3 separate regions of the Danio rerio genome follow, and regions 1 and 2 are each linked to region 3. A link is a contact called in public HiChIP or PLAC-seq and Micro-C data. All regions are on one chromosome and are shown on one strand. The core of a region is the stretch at or near the end of the contact, and the rest is flanking DNA. Distances in the headings are between cores, read along the strand shown.

Region 1 (3,125 bases), core at 469-2,968, 350 kb after region 3:
ATATATATATATATATATAAGCAGGAAAGTTATGGTTTTGTATTAATAAATTTACATTTGTTGATGTAGAATACGCAAAAAAAAAATACATTTATAAAAAAACAAGCATTTCTTTTAGCAGAAACAGGTTCATAATAACCAAAAATAACATCTTTGAAAGTAAAAAATATGTCTTATTGTATATTATTATAAATGGGCAAATATGTTTCTAAAGTTGTAGGCCACAACAAAGTGAGAATCCCAAAATAAATGAATTTCGTTTTGTTTTTTTGAAAATGAAAAAATTAACATTTTCATAAAGTGTTTATTAGGATAAAGTCTGTTGATTAACTTTAAAGATACTTTTTTATATATATTGCATTATAACACAAATACAATAAGGCGATTTTTGCTTAACAACTTTCATCTACATTGATAGAACAGAGTACAGAACAATTATTAAGATAATAATTCAAATAAATAAAATTTAAACATAGACATAAACAAAAGTTATTTACACTACTGGGTCTTTTCAATAAACTAAACAGTCATCCCAATAATTTTGATTTTACCAACTTTATATATTTACAGTATAACCAAAATTCCTTTTGCAAAACCAAAAACAGTAGTTTTGTTTTAAGGCACTTGCATTTATGAATAAAAAAATTCTCCAAAATTAAAATACTGTTCAACACAAACTGAATATTAACATCTTCCCATAATAAACCAAATAAAATATAATTTTAGACAACTTGAGAGAAACTTTTTAACCACTCAAACGAATCAGACTGAGGCGAGGCAGTAGCGCAGTAGGTAGTGCTGTCGCCTCACAGCAAGAAGGTCGCTGGGTCGCAGCTAAGTTGGCGGTTCATTCCGCTGTGGCGACCCCGGATTAATAAAGAGACTAAGCCGACAAGAAAATGAATGAATGAATTAATCAGACTGCTATATAAACAGTCAAAAAAAAATTTGTCGTTTTAATGGCAACCTCATAGAATGTACAATTATTGTGATCAAAAGAAGATGAAATATCATTAAATATTTTATAGTGTACTTCTCTAGCTTTGGAAGGTATGGGGAAGGAAAGAAACATATTTCTTAAGTCGATAACAGAGCTCTTGGAAAAAAGAAAAGACACATTATTTCTTGCTTGTATTAGAAATTTATCTTGGGTTAATATTGATCTTTTTATTTTATTAGGTATTTCACTCTGAATAAAATCTTTATCAACAAATAAGGCAGATGAAGTGTTTCATTTATATTGGTGGCCACATACTAACCATCATTACATTACATTACTTTCGGAATAGATTGCAATTCCCTATTGTATTGCTTATGATCAAGTATCCTATTTCACAAAAAGTACCTGACTCAGAACCTCACTCTCTTTGTCTAATAGATGTACAACCGACCAAATACCTCTATCACACACCAATCCTTATAGAAAAAAAAGATTTGTATCTTTAAAAAATTACCTATTGTTCCACATTGGTGAATTTTGTGGGGGAAAATGATGTTTGTAAATTAATTTCCAGTTGAAATTCTGATAATTTAAGAGGGAGTTTTTGTATTTAAAAACACAACGTAATGAAAGATCTACCACTTACACTCTTGAAAATATTCTTTGAAATATCGCGCACTGCAATATTGTGATGAAGTCGTTGATGCTTCCCGTCAGGAGTCACGTGCTTGATCAGCTGTTCTGCGGCACATCCGCCTGACTCGCGCTCTGCTCGACTGTTTACATGCAGACCGCACGGGACAGGATGGGCAGACCCGCGTGAGCCATTGCAGGTAAAATACCACCTCGATTCACTTTATTGCATCCAAACCGAGCTTTACGGTTGTCGGAGCGTTTGTCGATAGCGAATACGGTGACGTCAACAGCGTGAAACGTTGCGCAATGATTCATGTCGGAAGTGTTTTGGTGCCAGACACGCAAGGCCTTCAGACTCATGATATGCATAAGTAAATCCTGTTTCATTTACTGTTATTTTTATGTGAGACTCTAACAATAGCCGTAAGAGACGTGCAGCATGCCAAGTGAGTTTTTTTATAACGAACACTTTGAAATATAACTTGATATTTTGGCATTAGGGGCGTCTGGAAGTTTCACATCATTTTTTTTAGGTTATGCAGTAATATACTGTAACATTACATATTCTCTTTATCATTATTGTTTCTCACCATTAGGAAAAATGTCATGTTTTGTTAACTAACAAATGACAAGGCTTGCATCCTCATTTTAGAGATGGAGATGGTTCGAGAAGGTAGCCTTGTAGTTCTATTTCTAATGGATGTACCAGGCTTTAGGACATATTCCACCTTTAAATTCAGAATAAGATCTGAATGATTTAGTCTTCTTCAGTCAGGATTATGTGGCCATGGCTATTGAGGTCAATTTTGTTTTTACATTCGCACATTCAGATGTTCTTCTTAATAATATAATTAGTTTTAGAAAAGTATTACTTGCAAATTCTAAATAGGGAAATCATATTACTGAGGGAACGTTTGTTTATATTTGCTCAATGTTGTTCTTTGATGGTCATTGGCTGCTAATATGATTTCACTGTTTAGAATTTGAATATTTGCTGATATTAATAAGCAGAAAGTCAGAACGTGCGAATATAAAACCAACTTTACCTAAATAGTCATATTATCAGCCAATGACTATCAAAGTATAACGTTGTTCACAGTCAATGAAATAGTGCTAATGTTGTTTTGAAGTTGTACTTGCATGGTAATTCAGACTGAATATTCAAAGTAGCATAAGTAAACAATATTTGGACCGTTAATTGAACACATGTGCAAATATACAATTTTACCTTTTTTTTTGCCAAAAAATTAAAACTGTTTCTGCTTTTTTGTGTAGGCAAGTATTTTACAGTACTTTAAAAATACTCAAATTCTATTCGATTTACCAAAAGCACATAAGTGTCATTTTTAAATCTGTCACATCCATAACGGAGAGATGTCACAGCCATATTGGAGCTTTTCCCTCATAAATGCAAAAAAATGTCAAATAAAATAAAATCAATTATTTTTGTTCTATAGTGAGCTGACTCTTATCCTTTTGTTTATCATTATTTCTTTTGGGATGTGCAGTTTTATTCAAATAATTTAAAGTATGTTGAAAACTGTAAACC
Region 2 (2,878 bases), core at 79-2,578, 310 kb after region 3:
TGCAGTTATTGGCTGTTATTGTCATTGTGCAGTGCTATTGATTTGATCAAAGATTAGTGAAAAGATGATGCCAAAGTACTCATAATCCTGGACCAGGTCGTACCCTGAGCAGATCCTGTGGCGGTCATAGAGCAGGGGAGAGCATGAGACTGATTCCTGAAAGACCCCAGTGACAGACGAGTCTTCGAATTGATCCCATGAGCCAGCTTGATCACCTGTCAGTGTCTCACACCTGCAGCTTCTCCACGATGGACAAAACACTATAATTGTGAAATAAACTCTCCAGCCTCCGGTGCCTAGACTGCAGCTCTGCACAAGTAGGCTATCTTGGCCAGAGGAGAAATGTTCGTGCCCAACTGCGCCTGGTTTCTCTCTAGGTTTTTTCCCTTCACTTTTGTCAATTGGTGAAGTTTGTTCCTCGTCACTTTCGCCACTGGATTGCTTGGTTTGAGACTTGTGGTGCTGCGCATCAATGGATTTGCTCTTTAGTGAAAATTAAACCACACTGAACTGAACTGAACTTCAACTCTGAAAACTGGACTGACACTGTTTCATTTTACTAGAACTTCTATGTTAAGCTGCTTTGACACAATCTACATTGTAAAAGCGCTATATCAATAAACATGAACTGAATTGTTAAAATTTTTAAAGAAATAAGAACCATAAATGGTCCATTTTATCTGATGTCCTAATCTGCATGATGTCACCCAATAATAAATTCCATAATAGGAAAAACAAAAACCATGAATGTCAATTTTTTACCGTTTTCCAACATTTTAAAATATATTTTCTTTTGTGTTAATCTCAAACAGGTTTGTGACAAGGGAAGGGTGAGTAACTAAATGATGACAAAATTGAAAATATTTGGTGAGCTGTCCCTTTAAATACTTTACGATTGCAAAAAATAAAAAGGCGTATTAATATTAATTACAAATTAATTTCTAGTTGGCTGTCTATATGGCCACAAATGTAAAAAAAAAATAATAATAATAAAAATTACTTCTTTTTGGCTAAAGCAATACATTTTCATTGACTCAGATAGAAAGAATGGTGCTTTATAGATATCTACAATCAGATTTCATAACTTAGGCGTTTCGACCAGCCAATAGATCAAACAAAGCTTGCTGTTTTAATTATTAAATGTTTAAACAGCCTGCCATACTATAATAGTCATGTATTCTGACAGAAGGCACTTCCGCTAGAAGCAGATTGGTCTGCACTCGGTGACATCACGTTGATGATGCTTTGTGGGGCCGCCTAGAGATTTAATTACGGATCTCTGTTCGCACAAAATATTATACGAGCCGTTTTTCCTCGCGTTTACCCTATTTTTGAGGATTTAAATGTGTATGATTTTATCATTTGCTAAGAACAAAGACCTTTCCTCAGAAGATAAAAGCCGTTTTCGAGTGTCTTTTCACCGGACGCGCGCATTGATTCTGGAGCCAGTGTTTTTGTTAGTGAGCGATCCTGGGACGAGCGCTCGGTCTGTCGGCATGTTAGGATACCCGTCTGAAGGATTATAAACCACCGGTAAAAACAGTACTGCAGTCGCTTAAGTAAGTATAATAACCCGACAGATGAAGAAGAAAGACATAGGTGGGGTATTTAGGCTATACATCACCTGTAGCAGCGCTTCACGGCTGGAAAAAAACCCGTCTTAAACCAGCCTAAGATGGTTTGCTGGTCGCAGCTGGTTTAAGATGGTCTCCAAGCTTGTTAAACAGTCTTCGCTTGGGAGACAAGCTGCATTAACAGATAATAAAAGTAGACAAATCTTAGAACCAGACAGTAGATCAGTCTGAGTATTTTAAACCATACGAAACTGCACATAGACACAATTATATTTCACAATTATTGTGTTTTATATAAATGAAGATGAATGCATATGCATAATATGTTTGCATATGTGAATAATAACGTTACATAGCATAATTTACGATGTAGGAATAATAGGTAGGTTTGTCAGAGCTGAGATTAAAAATATTATGAAGAATTACATATTTAGGCTAATACATACTGTATGTACTTAGATGCAAAACGTGTTACTCCGTATGATTTTGTTTTCCTTTTATAAGAATGTACTTGTGTTTAATATTTATTATGTATTAATAATAATGTAATATTTAAGAATAATAGGGTTGTAACAGCTGAGACAACAAATGTATATGAATTATTTATAGAGTGTAGATGCAAATCCTCTTGGTCCATCTGACATGTTTTCTTTTAAATTAGAATTTTTATGAGGCTCCTATGTTTTATGTTCAGTAATTTTTCTTAAATTGACTATTAACATTTTCACTGTTGTTAAAACTGAACTGAACCTAAACATAAGGTTCTAATAAAGATGCCTAATAAAAATAAAAACAACAATCAGACGTTTGTATCTGAAGTGTTCATATTTTCATTTCATTTCAGCTTTATTTGTATAGCACTTTTACAATGTCGATTGTGTCAAAGCAGCTTCATATAAATTAAATTAAATAACTAAAAAATAAATGAAATAATTTTCATATACATAAATAATGTGTATGTGTGACTATAAATAATTTATACATCATTTTCTATTCTAAAGGTTGGTGAAATCCAAGATTTAAAACAGTGATGGACCATTTGGCGACCACTAGTAGCACCCAGGGGCCGGCCCTGTGTGAACCCTCTTATCCTCCCTGTAAAATGGCTCGTATGGAGAATTGTAGAGATCTGCCTGTACCTGGAGTCACACCTGTTAGCTCCAAACAGACATCACACACTAACAGGAGGAAAGGTATTCATTAATGGCCATAAATGTAGTATACCATATCAGTTCATCCCATTTTTCTGAGTAATATAGTTCCTCTTTCTTTCAACGCAGGTAGTTTACTTCCAGTATTCTGCA
Region 3 (3,180 bases), core at 458-2,957:
AAGCTCTGTTAGATGGTAATTTTGTCATTCCCGGTTCATAATAGTCCAAAAAGCGAAGATAAACATGCCAGTTTGTTCACGATTCAGGTTGCTAAAACAATTTTGATCCTGAATTTGTTGGGCTTCTATTTTTTTTTTTTTTTCGCGCTTCACTCTTGCACTTGTCCTTTAGTTTTTGAATTTCAGAAGACGGAGACACTTCAATAATAATACTTTTATAATGTAGATTGTATGTATGTATATATATATATATATATATATATATATATATATATATATATATATATATATATATATATATGTATGCACCTGTTGTAATGCACCAATCATCTCAGTCTGGTTTCTTGAACATGACAATAAGTTCACTGTACTCAAAAGGCCTCCACAGTAACCAGATATAAATCCAATAAAGTAAATAAGTAGGTAGTGTATTTATATAGCACATTTATTGTGTATGGTCATATACCCAAAGCGCTCTACAATCATAAGGGGGGTCTCTCCACATCACCACCAAGAGAGCACCTTTGGTATGTGGTGGAACGGGAGATTCGCATCATGGATGTGCAGCCAACAAATCTGCAACAACTGCATGATGCTATTATGTCAATATGTGCCAAAACCTCAGAGGAATATTTTCAGTAACTTGTTGAATCTATGCTGCGAAGGATTAAGGCAATTCAGAAGGCAAAAGAGGGTCCAACCCGGTATAAGTAAGGTGAAACTAATAAAGTGGCCTGCAAGTGTAACAACATTAATAATTCTGAACTTAACTTTATTCAAATTAAGTTATGTTAAGAAATAATAATGTTGTTACAATTATTGATGACATGATAATGATATGATTAAGATGATAAAGATTTATAAACTTATATAATATAATTTTAACCCATAACTGCTGACTTAATTGGCTGTATCCCAGAAAACTTACCTGAAAAAGAACATGACTGTGCAAGGATCATACAACTCGTACATCTTATTGAAATCTGGCACTTCTGTGATGTCCACAAGATAAATGACTGCAAAATTCTTCACCTGAGGAAACACTTGCTATTAGGCCCAAAGTACTGATAGACTGACCGTACAAAACTTATTATTACCAAAAATCAATTAAGTGAAAAAAATAACATTATAAGGTGTCCACGTGCGTCTTCGCGTTTACATATTAGATAATATCATACAATACCTTCTCAGCGATGCTGTATAAGACTTCATCCATTTTCATACACGTAGGGTCCCAGTCGTGGCCAAATCTTATAACAATAACACGGTCCTCTTCGGATAAAATAGCCTGGTCTACTTGCCAGCCATTGTGAAGATGAGGGAGCATATACGACATTTTGCCGGATTTATGCCAAACACACTTCTAAATAGGCAGAGGGGGTGTTTTGTCAGATTTATATATTCAGAATGAAACCATATAAACTAAAGTTAACTCTTAATACAATTTAAATACCGAATGTATGTTAGCAATTAGCATTGAAAATTCTAGAACCTTTTTAATGCCATACAATATTAGAGTAATAAAGCAGAAAAATAAATACAATCAGTTCTTACCTTACAATTAAAATAGGTCTCGTATGCTAAATTTGGCGTTCGTTCCGAATTAATAAGGTATTTAACAATTTCGAAATAATGTTTTTCCTACAGCAACGACGCCGGGTATGGTGTACAAACGTCTACTAACTGATATCTACATCGCCCTCTGTTGGATTGGAGAAAACCAAGCAGCGTTCTTGAAGCCTTGTGTATGTATCAGCAGGCAGGAAATATTTCATTCAAACTCATCCGGTAATTACAGAGATTTACGAGATTTAAAGTGTGGTTTTTTTTTTCAGATTACATCTGACCACAACATTTTTACTTTAAACAAATGGGTAGTTTACAATAAACACGTTAAGATATTTGAATATCTATTAAGACCTTTAACTACCTATGTATTTATTCAAATATATCCAGTCTTTTTAAGCATTTATCAAAACAAACTCTTAAACGGATAATCACAATATGAAAACAAGGTAAAAAAAACAAACATAAAACATCTTCAAATAAAATATAATTTTTCCCCTATTTGTGTACTTTCTAATTAAATAGAAAGATACAATTAGTAACTATTGATAGTAACAAAAAAGTATTTATCGTTATATGTACTTAATCTTTAATATAACAAGTTTTAAAGCATTAAGCTGTGGTCACACTAGAGTTTGAGCTTGTGAAATTCTGTAGTACGGCAATGCAAAAAGCGAGCGATTGGTCCATATTTTTCAATTTCTGTCCAGAGAGATCATGTTGCGATCTTCGATTGATCTCACGCAGTCAAGTGATGCGATTTCGCAAGTCAGAGTTCACCAAGCTTGAACTTCTTAATGCAGCGAACTGTAAACTTGATGCAGGAGCTTACGTTTTTAGTCCGGCGCATTCGCGTGCATATGAATGGAAGTCTATGGAGAGAAAATCCAGTGTGACCGCAGCATCAGTCGAAGTCAAGAAAGTTTAAGCTGATCACACAGAACATGAACATGTAAGCTGATAAACATCTTAGGACATCTTCGAATAATATGATCACAATTATTTTATTTTCCTCATTTGTGTAATGTAATTTATAGTTTAAATAAACAATAAATTGGTTAACTTGTACATTTTGTCCTCCAATAATATGCTTTAGGTAATAACAAGTAACCATCACTACACAAACATACAATTAAAAGAAGTACACTTGGACGGATATATGCTCTAATTTATTTACACAGCTCAATATGTAAGTTTAGATGTTGTTGTTTACCATACTAAATACTGAACAGGGGGAAATTGAATGGAAAACCAAGAGTCGTAATATCATGATGCTTACAATTATTATACAATTGAAATGAACTGCAAGTCAAACTCCTCTCCAAAGCTTCATATTTTAAAATGCATCAGCTGAGAAGATGTCACTTATATAAGCATATTATATGAAACATTTTTGGCAAAAAAGAAACAAAATCAGTTTGAAACAATAATAGGAATAACATATTTATAAAAGTATAAGGCAAGCAAGATATAAATGAAATTTGACAATAAAGTGAATTAACAGTAGGATACAAGGTCTAAAAGAAAAGTGGAAACAGTTAAGTTTATAAACTCTTAAATTCAAACAAATATATAAAGAAAATATGACAAAAATAGTTTATGAGGTTTGGCATA

Evidence for each region. A called contact is a pair of places that touch in the nucleus more often than the background predicts. HiChIP or PLAC-seq counts read pairs in DNA pulled down with a chosen protein or histone mark.
Region 1: a contact with region 3 is called in an H3K4me3 HiChIP or PLAC-seq map of embryo, with 2.9 times the contacts expected there. The contact joins the promoter of tbc1d5 here to the promoter of txnl4a in region 3. A contact is called at or near these places in 1 of 18 Hi-C or Micro-C datasets (hematopoietic stem cells) and 1 of 4 datasets of contacts at active chromatin or transcription factors (embryo).
Region 2: a Micro-C map of caudal fin shows a contact between it and region 3, with 4 times the contacts expected there. The contact joins the promoter of satb1a here to the promoter of txnl4a in region 3. A contact is called at or near these places in 2 of 18 Hi-C or Micro-C datasets (caudal fin and an unstated tissue) and 1 of 4 datasets of contacts at active chromatin or transcription factors (embryo).

Annotation. Positions count from the first base shown.
Region 1 is chr19:22,845,139-22,848,263 of GRCz12tu, reverse strand. It overlaps tbc1d5 (TBC1 domain family, member 5), which reads left to right and starts at 1,718. Exons shown (of 23, transcript NM_001328258.1): 1 at 1,718-1,773.
Region 2 is chr19:22,880,635-22,883,512 of GRCz12tu, reverse strand. It overlaps satb1a (SATB homeobox 1a), which reads left to right and starts at 1,328. Exons shown (of 11, transcript NM_001080162.1): 1 at 1,328-1,559; 2 at 2,576-2,767; 3 at 2,855-2,878. The coding sequence starts at 2,605.
Region 3 is chr19:23,191,970-23,195,149 of GRCz12tu, reverse strand. It overlaps txnl4a (thioredoxin-like 4A), which reads right to left and starts at 1,707. Exons shown (of 4, transcript NM_001005953.1): 1 at 1,555-1,707; 2 at 1,184-1,363; 3 at 929-1,032. The coding sequence starts at 1,336. adnp2b (ADNP homeobox 2b) reads right to left here. Exons shown (of 4, transcript NM_001080013.1): 4 at 2,945-3,180.